Regions from separate parts of the Mus musculus genome. Here regions 2 and 3 are each linked to region 1. The links are chromatin contacts, called in public promoter capture Hi-C maps. All regions are on one chromosome and are shown on one strand. Each heading gives the region's core, a stretch centred on a gene start, on an enhancer-like site or on the middle of the called end of the contact. The rest is flanking DNA. Distances are from core to core; before and after follow the strand shown. Region 1 holds the start of Tigd2 (tigger transposable element derived 2). Region 2 overlaps Fam13a (family with sequence similarity 13, member A). Region 3 holds the start of Gprin3 (GPRIN family member 3).

Region 1 (4,111 bases), core at 777-3,276:
GGAAATCATAACTACATAGCAAATTGATGCCTTATGTAATCATTATTATTTAATAAATTCTTACCCTGTGGAAAGACAATACATGTCTAAGCTTTTGACATAGCATGCCCATGACAGTTCATGTGTGTGCACATGTGTGTGTGCTGCAGTTGTAACATTCCAGTTTGGCACTACCACTGTCATCTTGAAGAAAGCAGCTGAGGTTCAGACTATGTTATTCGTTCATAGAGAGAAGGAGATGCTCACCAGGCTCATAAGGCACCCACAAAATAGGGCTCTATTAATATTCCCTCATGGAGGGCGTGGGTAGTTCATGTGGTCACAGGTCTTGTAGGGTTCTAGAGGCTTGACAGCCTTTATGATATCGGCATCTGGCTTTTGTTCTTCATGAGGTTACAGAAGGGGTAAACAATTGACTGGGGGTAGATTCTACAAATACTCATCAAACACACTATGGAGAAGGAAATTAGCTTCCAAAAGTGGGATGGGCAAGCAAGGCAGGATTTTTTTTTCATTTTTTCTTCTTTAATACCATAGGCCACAGTGACCCCAGGAGGCTGGAAGAGAGGAAAGCCAGGCAAACTTCCGTTTGGCTAAGAACAGCCTGATTTCTATGAGGTTGGCAGTCTGAAAGCTAGTTCTCCTCTGTTAAGGAATGAACAGGTGCGAGTGTTTTTGCGCACTCCTTAAGAACGAGAAGGGAGAAGGGAAGTTTTTAAAAGCAATATGAATGAAATTGTTCTTTACTAGGAATGGTCATTTGGAACCACTCAGATTGCTTCCTTGTAAGCTTGAAGCGGGTGAGAGTTATGGGAAGTCTACTTTCAGGCAAAACTAGGGCTTGTCCAAAGTCATCCATAGGACAGCAGAGATAGATCAAAGATCAAAGGATTTCCATCCAGCAGGCCAGAGAGTGGAAGGGTGGGACTCTGAGAATAGCAGCACAGAGAAGGCTTGGGAGACAAAAGAGGGCCAGTAATCAACATTCTTTCTCTGCAGAGTGAATGAATGCTTGGTTTGATTTCCCTCTCTCCTGGTGCTAGAATTCTAGAGAAACAAACAAATAAACAACCTCTTCTGAAACAGAATAATCCACATTAGGTTGTAGTTTGTGGAAGAAGGATTTAAAAACAACACCACCTAAAAAACTATTATGCAAGAGAGGGGCTCTACGCTGGGACTGGATACAGGTGGAAGTCTTGAAATTCCCCTTTGACAGCAGGAAGTGGTCCTTATATTCCTGCACCAGCATTAAGGTCATCAGTGCCGACCGTCATGCTGGCTGGCCTCTGGTATCCGGCTCTGTGTTGCCGCAGCCGCAGAAGAGGGCAAAGAGGCTCTGTGCACTCCCTGGGCCTTTTTATTTTTACATTTGATAACTAGATTTAAGAAAAATAACAAGTATCAAGTACAACCTTTAATCTCTTAAATTTCACAGTAGGTATTCCAAATATTTGATTTTTGGCTTTTGGTAATTATATAATTTTTCAAAAAACAAAACAAAACAAAACAAAACACCACAGTGGATTTAAGACTATTCATTTAATAATTTAACTTCATAAAACATCAATACTAAATTGTAACATTGTAAACATGATTAAAATATATCTTAAGCTACTGAAGAAAGAAAAAAGAAAAAAACAACATGATCCTCAAAACAGCACAACTCTCACTTCCTTGGACACAAATATAGGAAAATTACCCAAATGATACTAACAGAACAACCTGTTAGTTAGAAGATAACAGAAGAGAGTCCTTGAGGGAAGATTCCTGGAAGGTTACAGCTGTAAACTCATTAGGGCCTTAAAATATTCCCTGAGTCTTACCAGAAAGAAAACCTTGCTATTATTCCCTTCTCATCTGCAAAGTCCGGCCACCTAGAATCACCCTGCGTCGCCCTCTGCTGGTCTCAGCCGTGAGCCACACGCTGGGTGTCCGGAGGCGGAGCATTGGCCAAGCCCCGCCCCTCCCCCAGAAGCCGCGCCCCCGTCAGCGGGCTCGCCCGCGCATCCCGCCCCTCGCCGACAACACGTTCCTGCGGGGGCGCGCGCGCGCACCTAATCCCCTGCCTTCCGGCTCGGCCGCGCAGCTCCGTTGCGCGCTCGCTCTGCGGTGGCTGGCGGGGTCGACTTCGCTGGGGACTTCCTCTGCTGGCTCTGCGTTCTGGCCGGTCAGGCGGAGCGATGCCCGCACCCTGCTTCCCGGCGTCCCGCGCGCCTGGTGACCAGTCGCTCGCTGTAGGGCTGCGGCCGTGACCCTCTGCCTCCGACTTTCACCCAGCGTCCGGCTCGGAGCTTGCTGGCCGGCGGTCTCGGAGAGGCCCTGGTAGTGTCAGGAGGTAGGCTCTCAGCTCCCGGGTGGTGCCTGCGAGCGTTATTTGTCTATTACCTGTCAGGTTGATAGGTGGCAATGTCCTAGACACAGTTGCAGGGGTAGGTATGAGTTATACGGTGGACTGATACTGAAAGGAAAACGTGTTTGGTATTTTCCTATAGGTTTCAAAGGCTCGAGTACCTCTACCACCCCAGCAGCTACTTCTGTGGTCATGGAGATCTTCTTGCACCAGGATTACTGTATGGTCTTCACCCAGCCTACCACCCCCTAGTTGCAGCCTTGGGTCCTGATTTCCACCAATGAAGTTTTTTATCCTTTCTTGAATCATGTGACATCACTTGTCCGCTGTTTCCCTTTCAGTTGCCATTAGCAATAAGTTCTTTTTGGTTTAAAGTACTGAGTTGTTTGCCTGTCCACTTACATTCTAAGAGGTGAGACAGCTCACCTCTGCTCGCTGTGACTTTCATAGGTACTCATCAAGAGTCCTTGCCTTGAAGAGAGCGTTCACTCACTTGGCTGTCTGACACAGACATCAACAGTCAGGCTGTGAGGCTTCCTGCTCCGTGTTTCTGTCTGTTAAGTGTGCAAGCCCGAGTAAAACTGTTTTCTTGAACGTAGCATAAGAAAAAAAGAAAAAGAAAAAAAGACCCATGGTAATGGCAAAAATTGATCATCATGAGAATGTTTTAGAAACCTCGGTAGGACAATATTGATTCAACTTAGAGCTTTCAGTAAGGCTGCAATTTAATGAAAAGAGCAAGGAGGAAGAAGAGAAACAAGGGTTATCTGGAGCTATTCGTTGTCATAGGAACAGGTTAAGTTCTAAAATGCAAAGGGAAAAACTCGGACTTTCGTTGAAAATTGTTATAACATCCAAGTCTTAGGGAACAGCTGAGGACTCTTAAGCCTCCATTTTCTGGTCTCTTTGTGTTCAAATCTAAGTTGTTAATTGTCTAAAATAATTAGACTAAAATGTTGGGGAAACGTAAACGTGTGGTCCTGACAATTAAAGACAAACTTGACATTATTAAGAAGCTTGAAGAAGGCAACTCCTTCAAAAAACTTTCTGTCCTGTATGGAATTGGTGAATCCACAGTTCGTGACATTAAAAAAAACAAAGAGAGAATTATAAACTATGCCAACAGTTCAGACCCAACTAGTGGGGTGTCCAAGCGTAAATCCATGAAGTCGTCAACGTATGAGGAGCTTGACAGAGTGATGATAGAATGGTTTAATCAACAGAAAACAGATGGCATTCCAGTGTCTGGAACGATCTGTGCAAAGCAGGCTAGGTTCTTCTTCGATGCATTGGGCATGGAGGGTGATTTTAATGCCTCTTCTGGCTGGCTTACTAGGTTTAAGCAGCGCCACGGTATTCCAAAGGCTGCAGGGAAAGGCACAAAATTAAAAGGGGATGAAACTGCTGCCAGTGAATTTTGTGGTAACTTTCAGGAATTTGTGGAAAGAGAAAATCTCCTACCAGAACAGATTTATGGTGCTGACCAAACTGGATTGTTCTGGAAATGTCTACCAACGAGGACATTGGCTTTTGACACGGACCAGAGTACTTGTGAATATAGGACAAGCAGAGAAAGAATCATTATTATGTGTTGTGCAAATGCCACAGGTTCACACAAGCTTAATCTCTGTGTTGTGGGGAAAGCAAAAAGACCCCGTGCATTCAAAGGTACTGACCTTTCAAACCTCCCTGTCACTTACTTCAGTCAAAAAAGTGCATGGATCGAGCCATCTGTTCTCAAACAGTGGTTTGAAAAGT
Region 2 (4,111 bases), core at 620-3,119, 230 kb before region 1:
CACAGCAGAGGGGTCTTAAAGGGCCAGTTCATAACATAGAACACTGGGTTTCTGAAGAAAAGTATGTGTAAAGTTTGACTACAGGGCTGGATAGGTAAAGGACCGTGGTAAACAAGTATAGATGGCTGAAGTGTTTGAATTGAAACCAAAGAGACAGACTGGGCATCAGAATGCAGGGGACACTTTGAAGCAAAACCCTTTACTGTGCTCACTTTTACCTATAGTTTTTAGCACATTTATCTGCATTTAGCTCTCAAAAAGCCAAAAGAGATATTAATATCTTTCTTTTACATAAGTAATAACTAAAGCTGCACGACATACCTACATTGTGGCTATTTGCTTTAGTAGTGCTGGGAATTGGACTTTCCACCTTACACACCAGAGTCAAGTGCTTTAGTATAGAGCTTTAATACCCTTCTCACCTGCCTTGCTATATAGCGATGAAGCTAAAGCTGAATCAAGATATAAGAACTGCAAGACCCATTCTCCTCTTGGGAACCTCAGCTGAGATTTCAGACATTAGGTGGAAGCTGTTCACAGAGATGGGATCTACTTGATCTTGTCTTTTGCTTTATAGTTTCATCATAGTGTATACTATAGAATTATATATCCTAATAGAATGTATTGAGAAAATAACAGTTATTTGTTATTTGTTAGAGTAACAATTATTTCTAGTAATTACATTATACAGTCACTTTCGGGTAAATATTTGGGGTAAACAATTTTTTTCTTTCAGTGTTTTTCCTAGGAATGGATTACAGACACACACACACACACACACACACACACACACACACACACACACACCATAGCTTACTTACTTGTGTCAAAGGTATTCAATCACCTATGCTTCATGCCTTTGTACTTAAAATGAAGATAGTTAATAACAGTCTCCTAACTGCTGGAAGGATTAGAATTATAAAGTACTTCAAACACAATTATCAAGGCTTCAGATTGTATCAGTTTTCTTAATCATAATTTCTAATACTTACATTGTATCTTACTGAACCCACATCCAGGTATCACTTATTTCTTAGCTTACTGGCTTCTAATTATCCATGATAGGTTTATGAGGAGAGAGTTAGCACACTAGTTTTTTGTGTTTTTACTTGTTTACTAGTTTGTTTTTCCTTTTTCAATCCCAAGGTTAGAAGGAAGATACATAAGTCAGCCTCAGTGTGGCTCTCTTCTCACACGGTCAGGCTGTGTTCTAGAAAGAAACTTTTGGGGGAATAAAGAGATTTTTTTCTAGGCCTATAGAGATGAGTTTATGAAAACCGTGTGTCTAAGAGATTGCTTGTATTCATGCTATCCATGTGCAGTGGGGGAGGGGGGGTGAAGAGGTTTAGGAAACTGATTGTTCCAAAGGAGGTGTGTGTGTGTGTGTGTGTGTGTGTGTGTGTGTGTGTGTGTGTGTGTGTGTGTGTGGTTTGCCTTACAGGATAACCTTAGAATTGAAAAACAAACTAAAACAATCACTTATCATTGAGTCAGGTAAAAAAATGGGATGGTTAGAGATTTAGAATTATTTTTAGATTAGAGCAAGGGAAACAGTTAAATTGAAGTTTTCTATCTTGGCTCTTTAAACAAAGCAGGGGTTATCTTTTCTCTTGAAAGAAACCAAGGGTACAGATAGAGCTACAGCCAAGGAGGGCAGGGAAAGGATCCCTGGGGGTGATATGGAGCTGGAGGCCAGCAACCTAACGCTGCTTTGCAGCTCACTGCCTCTGTACCCTGGACCCTGATGAGCTCTGTGTCCTCACATCCTAGACAGGCAAAAGAAAAAGCCGCAGGCACTCCTACAGTATGGACAACCAGCCTGTGAGGGCCTGGAGAGTTCTATACTGGATCCTCCTCTTTGGCCGATTGGGTGCTTACTCTATATAGTTAATCTCCTCCCATTCTCTCTTGAGAAGGGCTTAAGTTTCTACCAGTGTTTGTTCCTCTTCTTAGGGTCAACAGTGAGCTTCACTTTGCAAATTCAGATGGTCAGATTCCTTCCTTTCTTGGCCTCTTAAGACCTCTGACTCTTGTCTCCTTAAGACACTCAGGTACCTGGTTCGTAAGACACCAAACTTGCTCATTTTTCTCTACATTCTGGCTGCTGGTTATTAAGCTTATTTAATGGGCATATTTTCCCACTGTTTAAATGTAGTTACGCCTCCTTAAGTATCTCTAATTCTGATGACTGTCACACAAGTCTCTAGCTAAGATAGTTTGCCTGAACAGGTCAAGATATGCAATTATCTCTTTGATAGCTCCTCTGCCATATCTAACAGGGCACCTAATCTTATCATACCCTGAATGGAAGCTAAAATATCATTTCCCAAAGTTATGTCTTCTCCTCATAAATCAGCAGTGCCAATTTCCAGCAAGGCCTTTGGTATCATCTTAGTTTAAGCTCTCATCAAGGACCAAGATTATGGCTAGAGTTGCTCACTGCCGATCTGACTTCTGCCCTTGATCATGTGTGTCATGTTCAATTTTGCAGTAACACAAAATTGAAGTAGTTCACATCCTTGCAAAGGACATTCCTGGGGCTTCTCCTCTTACACAGGGTAAAGGCAATTCTGCAGATGATGTTTGAGAATCCAGTTACTGTGCTTCCCCAACCCACGGCCTCTCAATCTGAGATCCTTTTACTATAACGGGCTCTCCATAATTCCTCAGACCTTCCCAGATAAATGGTTGGCTGGGGGTCTTTGTGCCTGCAGTTTCACTTAGGTGCCCTGTTCTATTGCCTCTGGATTTTATAAGCAAAGTCACATTCGCAGGGAGGCCTTTCTCACCACTGCCAAAGAGATTTATGATTTTTCAAAGTCTGAGACTTGGCTTTCTAGCTTAGAAAGAATATGCTTTAAGTTTTAAGACCTTAAAAAAATCCCCGTGAGTTTAAACCATCAGTTTTCTCACACTGGGAACAGTGTTTTGAGTATGTGAAGAGCAGTGGAAAGGAACACTCATTTCTTGAGATCCATGTCTGAACATTATCTCAAAATAGTCTAAGGGGAGATCCTTGTTCAGCTGGTACTGTAATTGTATGCCCTGGCCTCCAAAATTCCTAATATCAGGATTTTGGCTCTCAGAAAAATAGATTTCTAGGTAGTTAAGAGCATTTGCTGCTCTTCCAGAGGACCCAAGTTCAAATCCTAGCAGCCACACCAGGCAGCTGACAACCATTAGAAGCTCTGTCTCCTGGGTTATCCAAAGCATCAGGCTTCCACAGGCACCTGAGCCCATATGCACATACCTACACTTGGAAACACACATCTACTCATAATTAAAATAATACAAATAAAACTTTAAAATTCACAGAACACACACACACAAAGTCAAAGGTCTTTGAGAATACCATCACTTTGTGGAGGAGCAAGTTTACCTGCCAAGTATGCTGGCAGAATAAATTAAATTATTAATTGCAACAAAGCACACTGAGCATATTTGTGTTAATGTGATATGCAGTCCTTGGATGCAGAAGCTGGTGACTAGGGAGTGGTGAATTCTTTCACGTACCAAAAATGAATTAGAACAAGGAGTCTCCCTCTGAAATGTTTTCAAAGGAAGTTCAGACATGTATTTTAAGAAATGAATGTTCCTTTCCACTTCTCTTTATAGTTAACATCTAGAAACTTCACAGCAGTATTCTCTGTGGGAAAGTTGAGGGGTTAACTCATGCTTTTAAAAACAGGATTTTAACTAAGAAGTGTATTCTTTCCAAGCTATAAAGCCAAGCTTCAGACTTTTAATCACCATGAACCTCTCTGGCAGATAAGCAAATCATGGATCAAATAAAGAGTTAATGGTGTTATTTTATCTTATTATTACTCTTCAGGGGCTAAAGATGTAGGTCAGTAGTGATACACATGACTGGGTTAAATGCCTTGTTTGTCTCTGTCTCTGTCTCTGTTTCTATCTTTCTCTGTGAGTTCTTTCTCTCCCTCTCTCCTATGCTCTCTCATACACACACTGTCTCATTCTGTCTGTCTATCTGTCTGTCTGTCTCTGTCTCTGTCTCTGTCTCTCTCTCTCACACACACATACATACACACATACAGTTTTACAAAGAAATAAAACACTGATTTTAAAATATAGTCATCGTGACCTGACTCTT
Region 3 (4,111 bases), core at 861-3,360, 220 kb after region 1:
GGAGATCCCCAGTGCAACTGTGGAGAAAAGTGTGCCCTCTGTGTCAGAAGCCATTATTTTGTCATTCTGTGACTCCATCCCTGGTAGTTATAGGCTTCCCTGTAAGTTGCAGATTTGTGACAAAACTCTAACAATGAAGGATAGCTCTGTCTAAATACATCTTTTCTGGTATATTTCAGGCATAATCAAGAAAATTTTAGAGGAACCAATAATTATGCTGGGAAAGTCTTTTGAGACAACCAATCACTGAAATTTTAGTGCATCCTGTTGGAAGCTCACTTCCTCTCCAACCACAGTTGACCTGATTCAGTTAGTTCCTCAGCCCTCTATCCTGTGAGGGTGCCATGTTGTGCCATGCCATGTCCACAACAGTACTTGGTGATTAGGTCTTGGCACATCACAGCAGATCCTCATTTGCTGTGTCTCCTTGAGTCCCTGGTATGTTTCTGGAACTCCTTTTAATGACTGAACATCCTGTCTGGTGATAGGAGTGATGATTGATACGTTGTTTTCCTGTTTACAATCAATACAGTTGTTCCACTAAACACATGCACACACCCATGGGGCACACAGACTCGACCGAAACCAAACACATTCTCTGTGACTCTTTGTCAGAGAACATTATCTATGAATACTCTGTCCATTGGAGGAGAGCAATAGAGAAGACTTCTTTGCCCTGTGACTCATTATCTCTATTCCCACCACTGTTTCTCAGGGCAGGCCTATGGTGAACACCATGGGAAGAAAAGAATAGTTTATAACGAAAAAAATAGGCTCATTCAGGAGAGGTATGCTCAAAGCATTATCAAGGTAAAATATGCAGAAGTGCCAACAAGAGCAAACAAAAGCCCACGCAAGAGCTGTGTAAATATTTCATGAAGCTAAGCCTTAATCACTCTCTCTCCAAATCTTTCTGGTGGTGTAAACACTTCAGTTTCTTCCAGTCCTGTCATGACCCAGATTCCATGAAAAAAATATAAATAAATAAAATGAAAACATGGACCTACGGATCTCGAACAAAACTGTTGTGAAAACGGAAGGAAGGCAGCAAACACCTTCAGAAAGGTGGTTCCCAGCTGGATGGCTAGCTAAAGCTCCTTTCTTTCCCAACCCCTCTAGGCTTTTGCCTTTCCCCCACCTACTCAGCTGCTCTCACATCATCCCAACCTTGAACTGCCTACATGCAACCAGTGACCTCGCTTAACACCCCTTCAAAAGCCCTTGAACTCTGATGTGCCTAGGCTGCCTTTCCTCCACCTCAATCTACTTTCCAGTGTCTAAGACTCCTCTTTCCACTTCCCTGTTGCTGTGTACTAGAAGAACATGTCAGGCCTTTGTCATAATGTACCCGGAGACAGGTTTACCACTTCTACTTGCTACCATGATTGAATGTGGTTCCAAAGTTCACCTCTAGACACTGAACATGCTCTACAATGACTTCCCTTTATCATCCTCAGTCGACCTTCCTCGTCTCTCCCTTCCGACCTCATGAAGAAATATACATGCAAATGTATTAATAAATACACACACATACACACATATAATCGAGCATATTGAATACGACTAAGTTTTTACCTTACAGCAAATAATCATAGGAAAATAATAAAGAAGGCAATCACACACACACACCCTTCTTCGAGTATTCGTTGTGTGCATATCTTACTGATTAGGATTTCTAGCTCAGAAGCAGCAAGCGGCTTCTCTTTTTTTTCTTTTTACCTTTGGGTCAGAGCTTAAGGGAGTAATAACCTTGCAGAGATATACATCACCTGCAGGGCGCACAGCCCCTCCTGAGGAGCAGGGTGGCAGCAGCGGCTGGGGACCATAAGCAACAGGCAAAAGATCCACGAACAAATGTGGGACCTAATTCCTCCTTCACCAGCACAGGGACATTGCCAGGCTCCGGTCTCCAAGGCTGGCCACTGGGCCAGGTGGCCGCGGGGGCGGCTCCTTTCCGGGCTTACCTGCTCCGGTGGGGTGTCCCCCGCTGGGCCGCTGTCTGCGCGGTGCTGGGCTTCTAGTCGATTCCCAGCCCTGGCTCTGCCACACTGCTGCTGGGTGACTTGAGCAGTCCCCTGCAGCCAGGAGCCAGCTCTGCGCGATCAGGAACTGAGATTACTATGCCAAGAGCTGAGGCGGCGCTGCAGCGGGGCGGAGACCAGCAGCTTCTACGCTGGGCGGTGAGCCAGCAAGGAGGTGGAGTTCACGTGCGGGCAGATCCACGCCAGCTAGGCGCGCCCCTCCGCTGTGACCAGGCCCCAGTGGCTGAGTCCCGCCTGCACCCAGACAGGCAGCAGCCTCCCTGCGAGCTCCTACCCAGCCAGCCCTCGAGGCCCACAGCTCAGGGAGCCTAGCGCCCTGGGGGAGCTTAGGGGACTGGCTGACTGTGCCTCTGGTGCAAGGGAACCAGTGACAGATGGAAAGTTAAGATGGAGATTAGGGAAAAGGGCTGGGGACCCAGAGAGACTCAGCAGGAAGTCTGGCCCTCACTCCCTCTAGCAATTCACTATTCACTCTGTCTCTGTATAGAGTAGGTGGCTCCTCACAAAGTCTTGTGCAATGATATGAAAGCAAGCAGACAACAGGCGTTTACTATGTTGTGAAATGGACAATGTATTAAGTATTTAGAGTTGTCACTGCAAAATGTTCCGGTCCCTCTCCTGCATTACTAACTCCAAGAGTGTAGATGGCTTTGGAGACAGCCCCTTTGAGCTGCTGCTGCAACACTGTGAAGTCTACTGAGCTGCTGTAGATGGTGCTAAACAACACCACAAGAACTATTATAACTGAGTATTTGTTTGCAAAAATTGCAGCTATAATTCACACAACTACTTATTAAGGGGGTGTTACTCCTTTTTTTTAGAAACTGCTTGAGAGTGGGGTAGTAAGCAGCCTGGCTGGCATTCAAACCTCTCAGAGATATCATCTTTCAGCTACAACTCAGGGCTTACCTAGGGATTCTGTTGAGATGATGTTTGTATCAGAGCCCAAGGATCAGAGTTTTTGTTTGTTTGTTTGCTTGCTTGTTTGTTTTTAACAGATTCCCACCCAGGTCGTGCTGAACAGTCTCAGTCCTTAGGCCAGGGAGTTTAAATATGTTTCTTTGGTGTTGGTTGTAGCTACTTCCTAAAGGTGGATTAAGACAGATTTTCAGAAGTTATATATTCTCTCTTTAGCAAAGAAGTGGGAAGCAGTTCTCAAGGTTCCCTTTGGTTGAAGGAAGAAAGAAATGAAAAGGTTGCCAGTAGCCCTAGGTCATCCCTGAAATAGCTTTCTCAGAGGAGCGGCTGGAGTGTAAGAGCTGTTTCCAGGTTCTTTGCCTCTTAACCAAAGAGCTCAAAGTAAGGGCTCATACTGATTTGTAAACAGAACAAGATGACTTTGTGTGGAAGGAAGTGGCAGTTTGGAGTCCTAGGGACTACAGCCCAGCAGACCACATGAGTGAGTGTACCTAAGTCTAATTAGTGTTTGAGACTCCCTATATTAGGTTCAATAGAAGAAAGATCTGGTAACAAGGGGCAGGACTTGGGTGTCTATTTGATTGATAAATAGGTTTTATGTTCAGTTCTTCTACACACTATCTTTTCTTATACTACATCTTATTTCAATCACATACACACTTAGTTACTACATAATCAACGTCTCTCCTGCCATGTAAGGTAAGACACAGTGACAGGTCGCTATGATCAAGGAGTACATATGGTTTTTATTCTGCCTTCTGGCTGCATGGAGTGAGTCCTGATGCTTCTGCTTAGCTTCTTTCCTCTGCTGGCATTTCAGACTGTTAGACAGTTCCTCCAACTTTAGCACTCACTAGAAAATCATTCAACAAATGAGTTGGCAAGGAATGCTCCCTATGCAGAGGACATATAGGGTTATGGTCAGTACAGGACACAAAAGATTTAGACACCAAGGTGATTTTTGGATGCTCTTGGAATTCTGTCTTCGTAACACAGACGTTCTCACACCTCTGTCCTCAATAGCACACAGACACAAGAGAAATGAAGCCATTGCAAATGCAAACAAATCAGTATGCTGGCAATCCAGTCAGAGAGAATAATGATAAACCAATATGCCAGACACAGTAATGAGCGTTACTGAATGCCTCTTA

The links. Promoter capture Hi-C pulls out the DNA fragments that hold promoters and counts their contacts. Capture Hi-C pulls out chosen DNA fragments and counts their contacts.
Region 2: a contact with region 1 is called in a promoter capture Hi-C map of pre-B cells. The contact joins the enhancer-like site here to the promoter of Tigd2 in region 1. A contact is called at or near these places in 9 of 39 promoter capture datasets (the 3T3-L1 cell line, 3T3-L1-derived adipocytes, the C10 cell line and 5 more), 4 of 115 datasets of contacts at active chromatin or transcription factors (the 230-238 cell line, bone marrow-derived macrophages, embryonic stem cells and 1 more) and 3 of 9 other capture datasets (adipose tissue, embryonic stem cells and liver).
Region 3: a promoter capture Hi-C map of adipose tissue shows a contact between it and region 1. The contact joins the promoter of Gprin3 here to the promoter of Tigd2 in region 1. A contact is called at or near these places in 3 of 39 promoter capture datasets (the 3T3-L1 cell line, 3T3-L1-derived adipocytes and liver), 1 of 15 datasets of contacts at CTCF or cohesin (the NIH/3T3 cell line), 9 of 484 Hi-C or Micro-C datasets (CD4 T cells, CD8 T cells, the HL-1 cell line and 5 more), 6 of 115 datasets of contacts at active chromatin or transcription factors (the 230-238 cell line, CD8 T cells, effector CD8 T cells and 3 more) and 4 of 9 other capture datasets (adipose tissue, embryonic stem cells, liver and 1 more).

The regions. Positions count from the first base shown.
Region 1 is chr6:59,206,844-59,210,954 of GRCm38.p6, forward strand. It overlaps Tigd2 (tigger transposable element derived 2), which reads left to right and starts at 2,027. Exons shown (of 2, transcript NM_001081145.1): 1 at 2,027-2,338; 2 at 2,496-4,111. The coding sequence starts at 3,307.
Region 2 is chr6:58,978,657-58,982,767 of GRCm38.p6, forward strand. All of the region lies in intron 5 of Fam13a (family with sequence similarity 13, member A), which reads right to left. The region is part of intron 2 of 8430415O14Rik (a long non-coding RNA gene); the gene reads left to right. Among named protein-coding and RNA genes, the nearest start is that of 8430415O14Rik, 16 kb to the left of the region's middle. Within about 2 kb of position 1,870, at least 2 of the 459 cell types and tissues checked have an H3K27ac peak or open chromatin away from gene starts, as enhancers often do.
Region 3 is chr6:59,424,196-59,428,306 of GRCm38.p6, forward strand. Gprin3 (GPRIN family member 3) reads right to left here and starts at 2,111. Exons shown (of 2, transcript NM_183183.3): 1 at 1,965-2,111.